Regions from separate parts of the Mus musculus genome. Here regions 2 and 3 are each linked to region 1. A link is a contact called in public promoter capture Hi-C data. All regions are on one chromosome and are shown on one strand. The core of a region is the stretch at or near the end of the contact, and the rest is flanking DNA. Distances in the headings are between cores, read along the strand shown.

The links. Promoter capture Hi-C pulls out the DNA fragments that hold promoters and counts their contacts.
Region 2: a promoter capture Hi-C map of trophoblast stem cells shows a contact between it and region 1, with 2.5 times the contacts expected there. The contact joins the promoter of Lcn8 here to the enhancer-like site in region 1. A contact is called at or near these places in 9 of 39 promoter capture datasets (3T3-L1-derived adipocytes, the HPC-7 cell line, HPC-7-derived erythroid cells and 6 more), 2 of 484 Hi-C or Micro-C datasets (embryonic stem cells and nephron progenitors) and 3 of 9 other capture datasets (adipose tissue, liver and pancreatic islet).
Region 3: a contact with region 1 is called in a promoter capture Hi-C map of trophoblast stem cells, with 3 times the contacts expected there. The contact joins the promoter of Fcna here to the enhancer-like site in region 1. A contact is called at or near these places in 10 of 39 promoter capture datasets (the 3T3-L1 cell line, 3T3-L1-derived adipocytes, the HPC-7 cell line and 6 more) and 3 of 9 other capture datasets (adipose tissue, macrophages and pancreatic islet).

Annotation. Positions count from the first base shown.
Region 1 is chr2:25,796,606-25,801,159 of GRCm38.p6, forward strand. The region is part of intron 3 of Glt6d1 (glycosyltransferase 6 domain containing 1); the gene reads right to left. Among named protein-coding and RNA genes, the nearest start is that of Gm13539, 14 kb to the left of the region's middle. Within about 2 kb of position 1,291, at least 20 of the 459 cell types and tissues checked have an H3K27ac peak or open chromatin away from gene starts, as enhancers often do. A contact at or near this core is called in trophoblast stem cells, where this site is marked.
Region 2 is chr2:25,651,476-25,656,003 of GRCm38.p6, forward strand. Lcn8 (lipocalin 8) reads left to right here and starts at 1,643. Exons shown (of 7, transcript NM_033145.1): 1 at 1,643-1,757; 2 at 2,686-2,816; 3 at 3,270-3,340; 4 at 3,640-3,744; 5 at 3,824-3,913; 6 at 4,007-4,032. The coding sequence starts at 1,665.
Region 3 is chr2:25,624,938-25,629,481 of GRCm38.p6, forward strand. It overlaps Fcna (ficolin A), which reads right to left and starts at 3,037. Exons shown (of 10, transcript NM_007995.3): 1 at 2,812-3,037; 2 at 2,499-2,612; 3 at 2,341-2,394; 4 at 2,030-2,065; 5 at 1,704-1,739; 6 at 1,319-1,354; 7 at 1,075-1,202; 8 at 497-626; 9 at 276-410; 10 at 1-151. The coding sequence starts at 2,899. It overlaps Fcnaos (a long non-coding RNA gene), which reads left to right. Exons shown (of 8, transcript XR_003954003.1): 6 at 4,017-4,174.

The sequences.
Region 1 (4,554 bases), core at 41-2,540:
TCCGGGGTATCCAACACCCTCTTCTGAACGCCACAAGCACCTGCAATTCATACACATACACACACACACACACACACACACACACACACACACATATACATACACACACACATAGACACACAGACGCACACATACACACACACACATACACGCACACACATCCTTGGTCCCTGCATATTTGCATACTATGAAGGTATTTCTGAATGCTTTCTCATCCTGTTCCTAGATGCCATTTCTCTTGCTCATCCATCAGTAGAGGGACATTGAGTTAATTTACCCCCTAGATATGCTAGGGATGATGCTCCCATGAACATTCTCTGTAAACAAGTTTTAGTTGTTTTGGGGATGGGTCTAGAGGTAAAATGACCGTGTCCTGTTGTAATTCTATAGCTCACAGTAGTTTCGTGATGCAACAGCTGGACCTGTAGGTTCAAAAGTCATCCTGACACCTTTTATTGTCCTGACACCTTTTATTGTCCTGGCACTTTTTATTGTCTAGCTTTCACATTCCATCCATCTGGTACTCTTCCCATGACACTGGAGGTGAACTGGTGACTCAATGTGGTTTTGATTGCATTCCACTGATGACGTTTCAATGACGTTGTTAAATGCATTCTGTGTCTTTCTTGGGCATAATATATCTTCCTTGAAGAAATGTCCCTTCAGGTCTTTGCCTATTTTTCCTGCTTTTTTGTTGTTTATTAGTAAGAGTTGTTTATCAATCCAGAATAATAGGTTTTTCTCAAATAAGTAACTTGAAAACATTTTTCCTATTGTACAGATTGTCTCTTCAGTTTTTTTTTTTTTTTTTTGTTTTGTTTTTTGAGACAGGGTTTCTCCTGGCTTCATACCTTCATATAGTCTACGGCATTTTTAATTCAGATTAAGCCCAAACGATCTGTATTTCCTTCTGCATGTGCCAGGCTAAGAAAATCCCTCCCCTCCTAGAGCAGTGGGTGTCTATACTATAGAAAGGTATTAAATTTTATCAAAAATTTCTGCATATATTAAAGTGATTATAATTTGTTTTGTTCTGCTTTTAATTCCACCAATACACTGTTTGGGGTGATGCTGTCCACTGAGATCCCTGGTTCTCCCACCTGCAGGCTCCAGCTGTTGCAGGCTCCAGCTGTTGCAGGCTCCAGCTGTTGCAGGCTCCAGCTGTTGCTGGCTCCAGCTGTGGGGGTCCTCTGTGGCTTGCCTCTCACTCAGCACACTTTCATCTCTGGCTTTCCAGATTGGGTTTGTTTCCTAGTGTCCGTGTGCTTAGTGTTATCAGCCGCTTGGCAGACTTTGTTCTCACACCCTGCTTTAGCTCTTGTGTATAAAGAACTGATTCAGAGTTGTCAGCCCAGTGTTGGGCTTCTCCAGGGATGGTTTCTACTAACTCTTCCCTTCCCCCATAAGGACCACTAGGATTGTTCATTTGTATGTTTTCATTTTTTATTAAATTAAATTTTGGGGGGGGGGGTTGAATAATTTTTGTAAACTGAATGTAGCTACTCAAGAGCTCAGGCCTTGCTTCCCGTCTGGGTATTTTTCTTTTGTTGTTTGCTTGCCAGTTAGCTTAACAGTTAACAATTGATGAGACAATTTCCCATAAGTCCTTGGGATCCATAAATTTGCCCGTTCTGCTGGGAGGCTCTGAGTACAGCTGAGTTGTACCATTGTCTCATGGCCAGGATGTGTCCAGGGAGATCTGCTCAACTCCCACATCCTGCTCGCACTGAGCCAGGGGTAGGGAGGGACAGGGGCCTCAGAGCCTTCTCGAGGTCTTTTCTGAACACAGCCCTTCCACATGCAAGCTTTTCAGCCCTGAGTGTCAAATGTTCACCAAGTTTTCCTAAGCCCCCGTGGATAGTTCCAGAATAGCTTTTCCTCTTGAACCCTTTGCTTGATCTATCATTTGCCTCACTGCCCCGCCTTTTTAGTGGTTAAACTAATGCCTGTCCTTGTTTTCAACAGATGCCCCTGGAGAGTTCCTGGTTAGGTCATTGCAGAGCTTTGCAGGTGGGAGCAGGTGAGATAGTGAGTTCTCTAAGCGTGGGGATTTGAAGGGTTTTGTTCTTTTTGTCCTCGCTGCCATGAGACTGTTGTCTTCTAAGGCCATTGTGGAACAAGAGGTTGGCATGGAGACCAGGGCATTAATTAAATACCCCAAACATCACTGTCCGCTCACTGGTCTGGAAAAGAGGATCTGTTAGTCCTTTTTTTTCTCATTGGTTTTATATGGAAGAGAGAAGCTTATACCATCATCTCTGCTGATATCAGCCAACAGATTGTTTTCATGACCATTCTACTGCTAATTGCCAAAGAGCACGAGGATCATTGGGAATTTATGTAGAACACTGCCTCAGGAAACTTTATGCATACAAAGATATCTCCCAAAGCTCTAACTCTCATATATGATGGTGTTGGAGGTGAAGTCTTATGAGTCATTGAGTCATGAGAATGGAGTTTGTGTCCTTGTGAAAAGGGACAAGAGAGTAGACTTTCTTTACTTCCTGTCTTAGCCACAGAAGGTCAAGGGCCCAAGTCATATGCAAGCCATCAGCAAACCAGGAATAGGCCTCCCTGCAGCCTGATTGAGATGTCTCCTGGCTGTGGACTAAGCTTACAGTGGAAGGTGAATTCCGTCTGCCTAAGTCCCCCATTTATGCCAGCCAGAGTGGCCAACACCAGCCCTCTCTCCTTGATTCCAGTTTTACCCAGTGCTCTATCCAGGAGGCAGGTGGGGGAGCACAGAAGTACTGGTCCCACTAGCAGGCACCACTCAGGTCCGTGAGCAGGATGGCAAGTGGATAGACTGCTTGTTTGAACACTGGATGGTCACACAGGGGTCAAAATGTATTACAATGGTAAGAGCATTTGGGGAATCTTAACATGGCTTTGGGCAAGAATTCCACAGTATTGCAAATATGACATATCTTTTTTTTTTCTAAAGTTACAAACCACTAAAGTGGGGGTTTTCAGACTGTGTACCTGTAGTGGCTATTCCTGGTTGTCAACTTGACTATATTTGGAATGAACTACAATCCAGAATTGGAAGGCTCACCAGTGACCCTTATCTGGAGGCTTGGAGATCCTTATCTGGATCTTGGTATGGAGATCTTGAGCCATAGTGGCTATGGATTCCAGAAGATTGAATCTCGGAGTTTAAGGAACACACCTTTAATCTGGGCTACACCTTTCATCTGGGATTAAAGGTGTGGTGGAACACACCTTTAATCTGGGCTACACCTTCTGCTGGAGACAATATAAGGACATTGGAAGAAGGGAGTCTAGCTCTAGCTCTTGCTCCTTCGCCTGCTTGCTGCGTGAGACTGAGTAACTGCTAGATCCTTGGACTTCCATTCACAGCTGCGACTGAATCATTGTTGGGAATTGGGCTGCCGACTGTAAGTCATCAATAAATTCCTTTACTATCTAGAGACTATCCATAAATTCTGTGACTCTAGAGAACCCTGACTAATACAGAAGTTGGTACCAGGAGTGGTTCTAGAGTAACAGAAGTACAAGGATGAATCTTTTAAAATACTGGAATTGGCTTGTTGATCCACCAGCACTTTCAACTATTGAAACCTCTCCAGATTCTCTCCCTCCTGGGAGCTCAGAGAATTTTGAAGACCCATGGTTGAAACTATATTCAGAACTTAAAGAAGCTAATGACCTTGATTTTCTTAATGAATTAGGTGATTCAGTGCACAAAGCTTTCTACAAGATGGGGAAAAAATCGGAAAATGATTTTACTGGCTGGCTGCTCTTAGTATCTGTGGAAAAAATGATGAATGAAAGGAAGGAGTTGTGTGATAAAATCAAAAGGCTCCAGACACAAGTAAACGATCTAAAAGTTGCTAAGTGTGTCCTTGAGGAGAATCTTCTCTCTTGTAGCAATAGAGCTCAAGTTGCAGAAAATCAAACAGAAACTCTCATTGTAAGGTTGGCTGAACTACAGCGAAAATTCAAGTCTCAGCCTCAGAGTGTGTCGACAGTTAAAGTAAGGGCTCTAATTGGCAAAGAATGGGATCCTACAACATGGGACGGGGATGTGTGGGAAGACCATGTTGAAGCTGAGAATTTTGAATCTTCAGATTCTCAAGGGTTTGCCCCACCTGAGGAAGTAGTACCCTCAGCCCCACCCCTTGAAATAATGCCTTCCCCACATGAGGAAATTAATTTTGCAGAGTCTGATAAACCAGCAATGACTTTCACTACTGATGTTTCTCAAGGCCCACCAATAGTTTCTTCTAGACCTGTAACCAGACTCAAAGCAAAACAGGCTCCTAGAGGGGAGGTAGAAAGTGTAGTCCATGAGGAAATTTGCTACACTACTAAGGAGCTTAATGAGTTTGCTAATTCATTCAAGCAGAAACCTGGTGAATATGTGTGGGAATGGATTTTAAGGGTGTGGGATAAGGGTGGAAGGAACATAAAACTAGAGCAGGCTGAGTTTATTGACATGGGTCCTCTGAGTAGAGATTCTAGGTTTAATACGGAAGCTCGCGTAGTTAAAAAAGGTGTCAAAAGTTTGTTTGAATGGTTGGCTGAGGTGTT
Region 2 (4,528 bases), core at 393-2,892, 140 kb before region 1:
GTTGTTGGGACCAGCAGGCCCTCAGCTTCCCTCCCGATGCCCCAAAGTCTTTGGATGGTTCCTTCTAGTGCTCACTGTGCATTCTCTCCTAACTCATCTCTTATGCCGTCCTCACAGGCCACCCTAATGTCTTCTGTGCCTGGTTCCCTCTGGAGGGTGGGCTTCAGTGGATTTCCTGTGAGCTGTCCAGGTCTTGAGCAGCTCCAGGTGGGTCCAAAAGATTAGACTGTTCCTACAGGATGAGGGGTGCTGACCTGGGTAGAGCTGTTTTGGGGTGCCCTGGGACACTCAAGACCTATTTCTCTGCTACACAAGTTGGAGGTTAGAGATTTGGGTCACAAGGTGACTAAGTCATTTTGGGGGTGTCAGTCAGGGAGGGCTTTGCATTCAGGGTGCTTCATGGTCCCTGTTTATCCTGTTTCTTTCCTTTTTATTTGGAGGAAATAGACAATTGTGAGAAAAACTAATATTTTTAGTTTTTTTATTTTCCTAGCGAATGGGAGACTTTGTTTTAGTATCAATCACAAATAAAGTTGATTTTAAAGATAAAAGTTGTCTGCCTTAAAAAAATTCTCTGTGGTCTGAGAGGTGTTTGTTTGTTTCTGAGAGGTGTGAAAAACCTTGTCGTTGGGGCTGGGAAGATAGCTCAGCTGGTAAAGTACTTTCTTCAGAACCCATATAAAAGCCAGGCATGGTGGTGTGTATTTGAAATCACATGGTGAGTGCTGGACAGACAGAGATAGTGGGATCTCTGGGGCTCACTGGCTAGGCAGCCTAGACTACTCAGCACGCTTCAGGTTAGTAAGAAACTCTGTCTCAAAAAATAAGTAACCAGCCAATTGACCAACCAATCAATAAACTAACTAACTAGCTAGCTAGCTAGCTAGCTAACTAACTAACTAACTAACTAACTAACTAATGAAGCAAAACAAATGAAAACACAAAGTGACTTGTACTAAAGGAACAACACCTGAGGTTGAACTCTGGCTTCCACATCCATGTGACTATTTGTATGCTTTCCCCAACCAAGAACAAAGACATGAACACTATATACACAGAGACACACAGACACACAAATACCACAAACATACACACCACACACAAACACCACATACAAACATACATACCACACACAAATACCACAAACATATATAACACACACATACACAGATACCACATACAAACATATATAACACACCACACAGATAGAGATACTATATAAAAAAATATACACACACAGAATGGAGGGAATGCAGAATGCTGCAAGGTATAAGGTATAAGGTTCCTGGTTGGAGACTCAGGCCTCCTTGTTCAGTTCAATATTTTGTTATTGTTTTAAGCTTATTGTTACAAATGGAGAAACTGAGATAAATAGCTTGTCCAGTTCATAGCTCAGAGCGTGGGGCTGGACTTGGTTGGTGCAGTCTTACTGCATAGTTCATCACTGTCCACATGCTAGGATGGAGGCAGCTTAACTGTCATCTTAGCTTGGTCCTACACCTCTCTGGATGGGGGTTGATAGCATTTGAGCAGAAGCTGAGTCTCTGAGCAGCTGACAGCCAGCTTTGTCCAATGACATTCTCTAAGTGGTTGCACATGCTTGCACACTCTCCAAATATAAGCTCCCACCTTGCATAAACAGAAGCCACAAGCCAGGCCCTGAGATGGAAGCTAGGCTGCTGAGCAATGTCTGCGGATTCTTCCTGGTGTTCCTGCTACAAGCTGAGTCTACCAGGGTGGAGCTTGTACCAGAGAAGGTGCCTCTTTCTTCTTGGCTTCGAAGCCCTACTGGGGCTTAATGGAAAGTTGGACAGGGAGGGAGCAGAGTGTACAACCATTGAAGTCTCTCTTCCCTTCCATCTAACTCCTGTTGGTTGCAGCCTAGCTGTCAGGGGCCAGACCTACTCTTGGGGCCTCCATCCCTAAGACAGCAGGCAGTGTGAGTCCCTAGTAGACCTCTGAGGTCTGTGGATCTCTCCCCTCTCTGAGTTCTCTCATGTTCCACCTGTCTTGAGGCGGAGTTGCTGTCCACAAGCTGGTCACTTCAAGGGTCCTTGGTGATTTACAAATTTGGGGTCCCTTCCTGCTTCCTGGTTCATAGGGTTCCTAAGACCCTATCCCTGTGCACTGTGGAGCCAGAAGAGGACTTCTCCAGGGCAGGCAGCTTGTTGCTTGAATTCTTCCTTCTATGCCCCAATCCCCCATTCTTCCTGAGACTTCCAGACTCACACTGTAACGTCAGAGGGGTCAGGTTTTGGGGGATACAGATTATTGTCTCTTGTAACAGTAATGAGTTTCTAAAAGTTTCAGGTGATGTCCTGTGCTCTGAGAACATTGCCACTGCAGGAGATCATGATCCTGGGGAGGCTGAGATTAGTAGAACCATGCTTCATTCAGTATGAAAGCTGTAAGCCTGGATGCTTGCTCCCCACACCCTTGCTGGAAAGGTCTCCTGGCAAACCAGGAGTGAACATTGTGTCAGTGTCTTCTGGAAGGGACATTTCCCCTGGGAAGGAAAACTCGGCCGAGAATAAGTGGCTTCCAGTCTCACGACTATGGATTGCCCCTCAAGCCCATCCAACTGCTGCCCGAGCGTCCCTGAAACACCCTCTCCAGCCCAGGGGCTGGAGACCCAGTTCAGCTTGGCTGAGCAAAGCCAGGGATATCTCTAGTTCTGTTCTCTAGATTGCAGGATTCTGGAAGGAAGTGGCTGTTGCTTCTGACCAAAAACTGGTGCTGAAGGCTCAAAGGAGGGTAGAGGGCTTGTTCCTCACCTTCAGTGGGGGGAATGTCACTGTGAAAGCCGTGTACAACAGGTAAGAGACTTGGGTCACTAGGGATGTGGCCTGCTGGGAAGGAAGAGCCATATATGTAGTTGAAATTAGACAAGGCTATACCTCTTATAATGGTGGGATCATCAGTATGTGGGCTAGCCTTTTCCATGTCTATCTGCTTGGGTCTTCCAACTCCAGAGAAAGCTAGATCTTAGGCTCTTAGATCTGCCTTTCTACCAAAATGTAAGCAAAGACTTTAGATAAAGCCCTATTGCTTTATAAGGGAGAGTGGGTAGTAGTAGTTGCCTGACTCTCTGAAGGAGAGAGGCTGGGGCAGCCCTGTCCCATGCATGGCCCCTTCTGCATAGACCCTAGACTCCTGCATGGTCATGAGCTTGACAGCATCCTTTTTGAATGTGTGCAGCACTCAGGAATGTGCCCAGAAGGTGGAATGCAGGCTGGCAGGTTCTTAACAAGCACTATGATGCTTTTCAGCTCAGGAAGTTGTGTGACAGAAAGTTCACTGGGTTCAGAAAGAGACACTGTGGGGGAATTTGCTTTTCCTGGTAAGTACTGTTGCCTTGTTGCTGAAGTTGCAGCTGCTGTCTGAGCCTGGACATCTCCCCCTGGCCTCGCTTCCTGTGCCCTTCCAAGGATTCTCAGGCCCTGGACTCCAGCCCCCTCATCTCTACTAGTGTACTGAGTTGATCTTCAGAATTTGTCTTCTCAGATGTCACAGGCAGGTCCCAGCACTAGGCAGAAATAGAAAGGAGTTAGATTCTGCAAATCCAGCCTTCAAGGTCAGCTCCCTGGAGTGTTCAGGTCTGAGCAAGCCTCCTTAACCCTGCCACTGCCACTCCTGAAGGTAACAGGGAGATCCACGTGCTGGACACGGACTATGAGCGCTACACCATCCTGAAGTTGACCCTGCTCTGGCAGGGTAGAAACTTCCATGTGCTCAAGTACTTCAGTAAGTTCCGCCTGGGCTGGGCTCTGCCCTGCGACTACCTTCCTTCAGGCTGCCAGCCCCACTCTGTTGTGCCCCACAGCTCGGAGCCTTGAGAACGAGGATGAGCCAGGCTTCTGGCTGTTCCGGGAAATGACAGCAGACCAAGGCCTTTACATGTTGGCCCGACATGGTGAGTATAGCATCTTGGGGAGGATGCTGTACCAGGCTCCTGTGATGGGGTCTGATGCCCTCCTGACTCTACTAATGCTGTTCCATCATGCAGGGAGGTGTGCTGAGCTCTTGAAAGAGGTGAGTCCACTACCCTTGGTCTACACTGCAGTTCGGCTCCCAAGAAGCCCCTGCTGGTACTACTAAATCCTGATCCTGGAGAGGAGGGTTCATCCATCCCTTCTCTGACCAAGACAACCAACAGCCCCAGCTGGCAGCTTCAGATCCATCTGTTTTGTAGTCTTTGGAAAGAGCAATCTGCTATGTGACCCAAGTTATCGTGCTGGGCTCTTGGGTGTGGGACAGAACTAGGTTAGCAGAGAGAGGTCCCTTGTTTGTATTGTTCTGTGCAGCAAGACTGTGCAGGGTTCTGGGCCAGCTCTGACCCTTCATGTCCTGACGGTGGGATGGGGTGTTCAGCTCTGTTAGATCTCTTGGGGTTTCCTATGTCTGGCACCATGCTAACTATAACCTATTCAACCTCACCGTCACAGCCCATGCATCAGAGGTTGGCACTATAACCCATTTTGCAGAAAGAGACTTCAAGGCTCAGAGAGCCAGTGCTTTGCCAAGCTAG
Region 3 (4,544 bases), core at 1,787-4,286, 170 kb before region 1:
CCAGACAAGTAGCGCCCGTTGAGGTTGGACTGGTGGCAGTTGTGGTACCACCAGGCTCCATGGAACAAAGCTGCACAGTTCATGCTATTTGCATCATTATCTTGGTCATGGGTTGTAAATGACATGTTGTTGTGCTTTGTCAGGGAGTCTCCTGCAAAGACTCAGACCTGTCAGCTCTCAGGGCCAAGGCAGAGCCCATCCCAGATGGGTAGGGGCAACTTGCAGGCCCCTTTCCCCATCCCCACCAATAGCTTTAAGCTTTCTGTGTGATTTACCTGCAGTGCCCTCCAGAAACTGCCCCAAGGTCAGCTTGTATTTCTCCTGTTCTTCAGATACCTGGAATGAGCTGTACTTGGCATAGGAGCCTTTCCCTTGGAAATCTTGTAAGTCAACTCGGAGCTCTTGGTTCCCTAGCAGGATGGGTGGAAGGAAGGAAAAGGCTCAGGCCAGGCAGCGTAGTGGAAGGCAGGTGATGGCCAAGAGACTGCTTCCTCACCATTGGCTGTGAGCAGGTGCAGGTAGTCATTACCCAACCAGAACTCCGTGCCCAGGTTGCCAAAGCCTCTTTTATAGGAGTCCCAGTCTCGGAAGAAATCGATAGACCCGTCCACTCGTCGTTGAAAAACCTGTGGCGTGGGGCAGGGGAGCATGTGGGTATCAGGTTCCTAAGAGCAGGAACCCGAGGGATATGTCTAGGTCCAGGGCTTTGGTTGGTTATTTGGTTTTTGTTGGTTTGTTTTGTTTTTCTCACTCTTATAAAGAACCTCATGAGTGAGGAATAGTTTTCAGGGGCAGGGAGTACAGGGGACTGAGAAGGTAACTGATAGATGATAGTGGCCCAGGGCTGACATGTTTTGATGCATCTGTTATGACTGGGGTCCTGTCGCCCACTTAACTCACTTCACAGAGTTCTAGATCTGGTCCACCAGTGCTTGGGTCTCGCTGGAGGGTGAAGCACCACATTATTTTTTTTTTTTCCCCCTGGTTGCTCTGCTCTCTCCCTGACTTCAGCTCTCCAGAGTGTGGCCGCTGTGTGCAAACCTCTTATGCCCCACACTGAGCCTCCTCACTCACGGTCCAGCCCCCACCGTCCACATCCATGTCACAGAGCACAGTCAGTGGCCGGCAGTCAGGAAGATGGATGGTGTACCAGCCAGTCAGGAAGATGCCCCGTGTCAGCAAGTCTTTGCAGCTCCGGGGTCCTGTACCATGGGGAAGTGGGCAGGGTTGGCCTGTATCTGGGGTATACTCCCTGGGTGGGGTCCTGCTGTATTCTTGAGAGCAGGAAGTAGGAGGGGCCAGCTGAGAGGTCACTTACCTCTCTGGCACAGGGTGTCTCCCAGCTCCTTTTCACCTGGGCAGAGTCATGAGTGTTATTTTCTTCCTTGGTCCCTTCCCATCACATATAACTCCCCTAGACTCCATATTCTACTTGGCATACATGGTGCCGTACCCTCCTGCTAAAGAGCCCAGCACACCCATCCTGGCTGGCCCCATTAGGCTCCTTTGTGTTTGGCTGCTGTTATGCATTGTCCTGTCTGTGACTATACCCAGAGTTGGGATAGGTCAGGGTGCTGGCTGGGAGGCTGGCTGGGCCCACAGATGCTTCATGCTACTTCAGCCCCCGAAGCTCACTCTTCTTCACTCACAACCAGAGGGTAAAGACACTGGAAACGTTAGAAGAGACTATGGGATGTACTTACCCAGAGATGGCGCAGCTCCTGTATCGCCTTTCTCCCCTGGAGGAATACAGCATACTAGCCTTGTCCCAGAGCTGGAATCCTGCCACATCCTCTCCTGTACCCCTCCCAGCTTCCAGCCTCTCCCCTAGTCTGTGAGCCCCCAACATTCTGATATGCATAATGATCCGGGGAGACTTTGGGGACCCCTGAAGTAGTGCTTCTGGGAACACCCACCTTTCTTTGTATTCAAGACTCCCCTTAAGCCAACAAGACCCTAATCCCATATTGCTCCATGTGGAGCTGTCCTTCCTGGTCCCTTCCTAAGGAGACTTGTTTACTAGGCTCACCTTTAACTCCCGGGGGCCCCATGGTTCCTGGCTCTCCTGTAGACAGAAGGGGCATTCTTACAGTGCTGGTTCTTTTTCACTTCAGTGTGTGTGTGTGTGTGTGTGTGTGTGTGTGTGTGTATCCACCTATGTGTCCATCCATGCGAGCAGAACTTGTAGGAGAGAGATCTGAATGCCCAGCCTGTAGGAAGGGGGCAGGCATGCATCTGGACATAGGGGAGGATGGTGTGTGGGCTCAGGTGCTACTGGCACCACTCTCAAGACCTGTCTGGATCTTAGGCAGATAGACCCATGTGAGAATTCCCTCTTACCTTTGCTGCCGGCAGGTCCCATCTTTCCTGGGCTGCCCTGAAAGCCCCGTTCTCCTGTAAACACAAGGACTAAACTGGATCTCATCTCCTAGGTAGGATTGGAGGGAGCTGGGCCAAGGGGAGGCTAAGGGGAATCCCTCTCCCATCCAGATTGCTACCTCTTCCAGCAGGGCTTCCAGGCTCCCCTTTGGGCCCAGGTGGGCCAGGAAAGCCAGGGCAACTTTGGATGACAACCACCTTGTCCTGGGCCCCCAGACCTACGACCTTAACATCTGCATAGAAAAAAAAAAAAGAGGGGTGGCTTTGGAGCAGCATTGAAAACCACAGCTCTCCGTACCCACTAGCATTCATGCAGCCTGTCTCTGGATGTGTTTTCAGGCTGCCCTTCTAAAATGTCCCATCTCCTGCTGCCACATGTGCAGGCATATGCAGGTATGTGTGTGCCCACACTTCTGAGCAGACCCCTCTCACCTGGACAGGCACCTCTCTCCTGACCCAGGGCCTGGGAGGGACAGAGACAGAGCAGTCCTGAAAAGGCCCACAGCGTAGGCCACTGCATTGCTCTGGGTACAGCAGCCACTCCTTGACTCCCTGGCTCTGGACGGAGGCTGAGGCACTGATGAACGAAGTGAAGACCCTCACTGCCTGGATTCCTCACGGCTCAGCTTTTTCTCCTGAGAAGGAGTGCAAGTTAAAACCAGGCACACTTCCTGTGTGTCACCAGATGGCCAGCGCCACACCCAGCAGTTCCCTGTAGCACATGAGTACAGTACTCACACACTCAGCACACTTTCCCAGTCAGCACTGGGGATTCGGGGCATGAGGACACCACCTCCTTCTCTTCCTTCTCCACCTTCCTCTTCCTCCTCTACCTTCCTCTTCTGCTTCTCTCCAAAGAATAGATTCCCAAAGAACTAGCTCAGAAAGGCAAGGCTGGCCAAAGGCGCCTACTGAGCTCCCAGAGCCAAATGCTGAACCTCTCAGCCTCCCATCCATGGATAGCAGACAGAAGAAGCCTTCCTGAGAGAGTGTGAGGCACTGGCTGGGCCATGAAAGAGCTGAGCCTGGCCCTCCAAGCCAGCAGAACCCTCGTTCTCACTACCCTGCCTACATCCTTTTTTTTTTTTTTTTTAGATTTATTTATTTTATGTATATGAGTGCTCTATTTGCATGTACACCTGGATGCCAGAAGAGGGCATCAGATCCCATTACAGATGATTGTGAGCCACCACATGGTTTCTGGATATTGAACTCAGGACCTCTGGAAGAGCAGGCAGTGCTCTTAACCTCTGAGCCATCTCTCCAGTCCTGCCCTGTATACCTTAATACCTACCTACTGCAAAGTCTGGCATCGGCCTGGCTAGGGTTTATAGTGAGCAGGGAATCCATAGGGACCTGAGTGCCTGCAGGCCAGACTAGGCCAGCTATGCTCCCCCATTCCTTCCCCAGCACGCCTCCAGGCTGCTGACCTCCCTCTGTCCCTCCAGGCCGCTGACCTCCCTCTGTCCCTCCAGGCTGCTGACCTCCCTCTGTCCCTCCAGGCCACTGACCTCCCTCTGTCCCTCCAGGTCGCTGACCTCCCTCTGTCCCTCCAGGCTGCTGACCTCCCTCTGTCCCTCTAGGCTGCTGACCTCCCTCTGTCCCTCCAGGCTGCTGACCTCCCTCTGTCCCTCCAGGCTGCTGACCTCCCTCTGTCCTCACTGGCACCAGTTCCTACAGGAAGTGCTCTTTCCTGCCCCAGGCCTGAACCCTGAGGTTCATCGGAGTAGCCAGCTCTCTAACAGCAATGGCTTCCCCCATCTCCAACTGCAGCAAGCTGAGCACAGCCCAGGCGGTAGGTGTTTTAAAAATAACAAGTCTAGGGATGTAAATGAATAAAATAATTCATTAAAAAATGTTAAACCTAAAAGAGTCTAACTTTTCCAGCGTTATCCCCTTTCAGCCAACTTTACACCTGCATCATTTTTTTTTTAGATTTTATTTTTATTTCTGTTTAAAGATTATTACTTTATGCGTAATGGGTGTTTTGCCTGCACATATGTCTGTGTACTAACTGCATGCCTAGTGTCCATGGAGGCCAGAAGAGGGTGTTGCATCCCTTAGAGCTGGAGTTTACAGGATGGTTGTGAGCCTCTATGAGGGGGCTGGCAATTGAATCCTGGTCCTCTGGAGGAGCAGCCAGTGCTCAGCTGCTAAGCCATCAC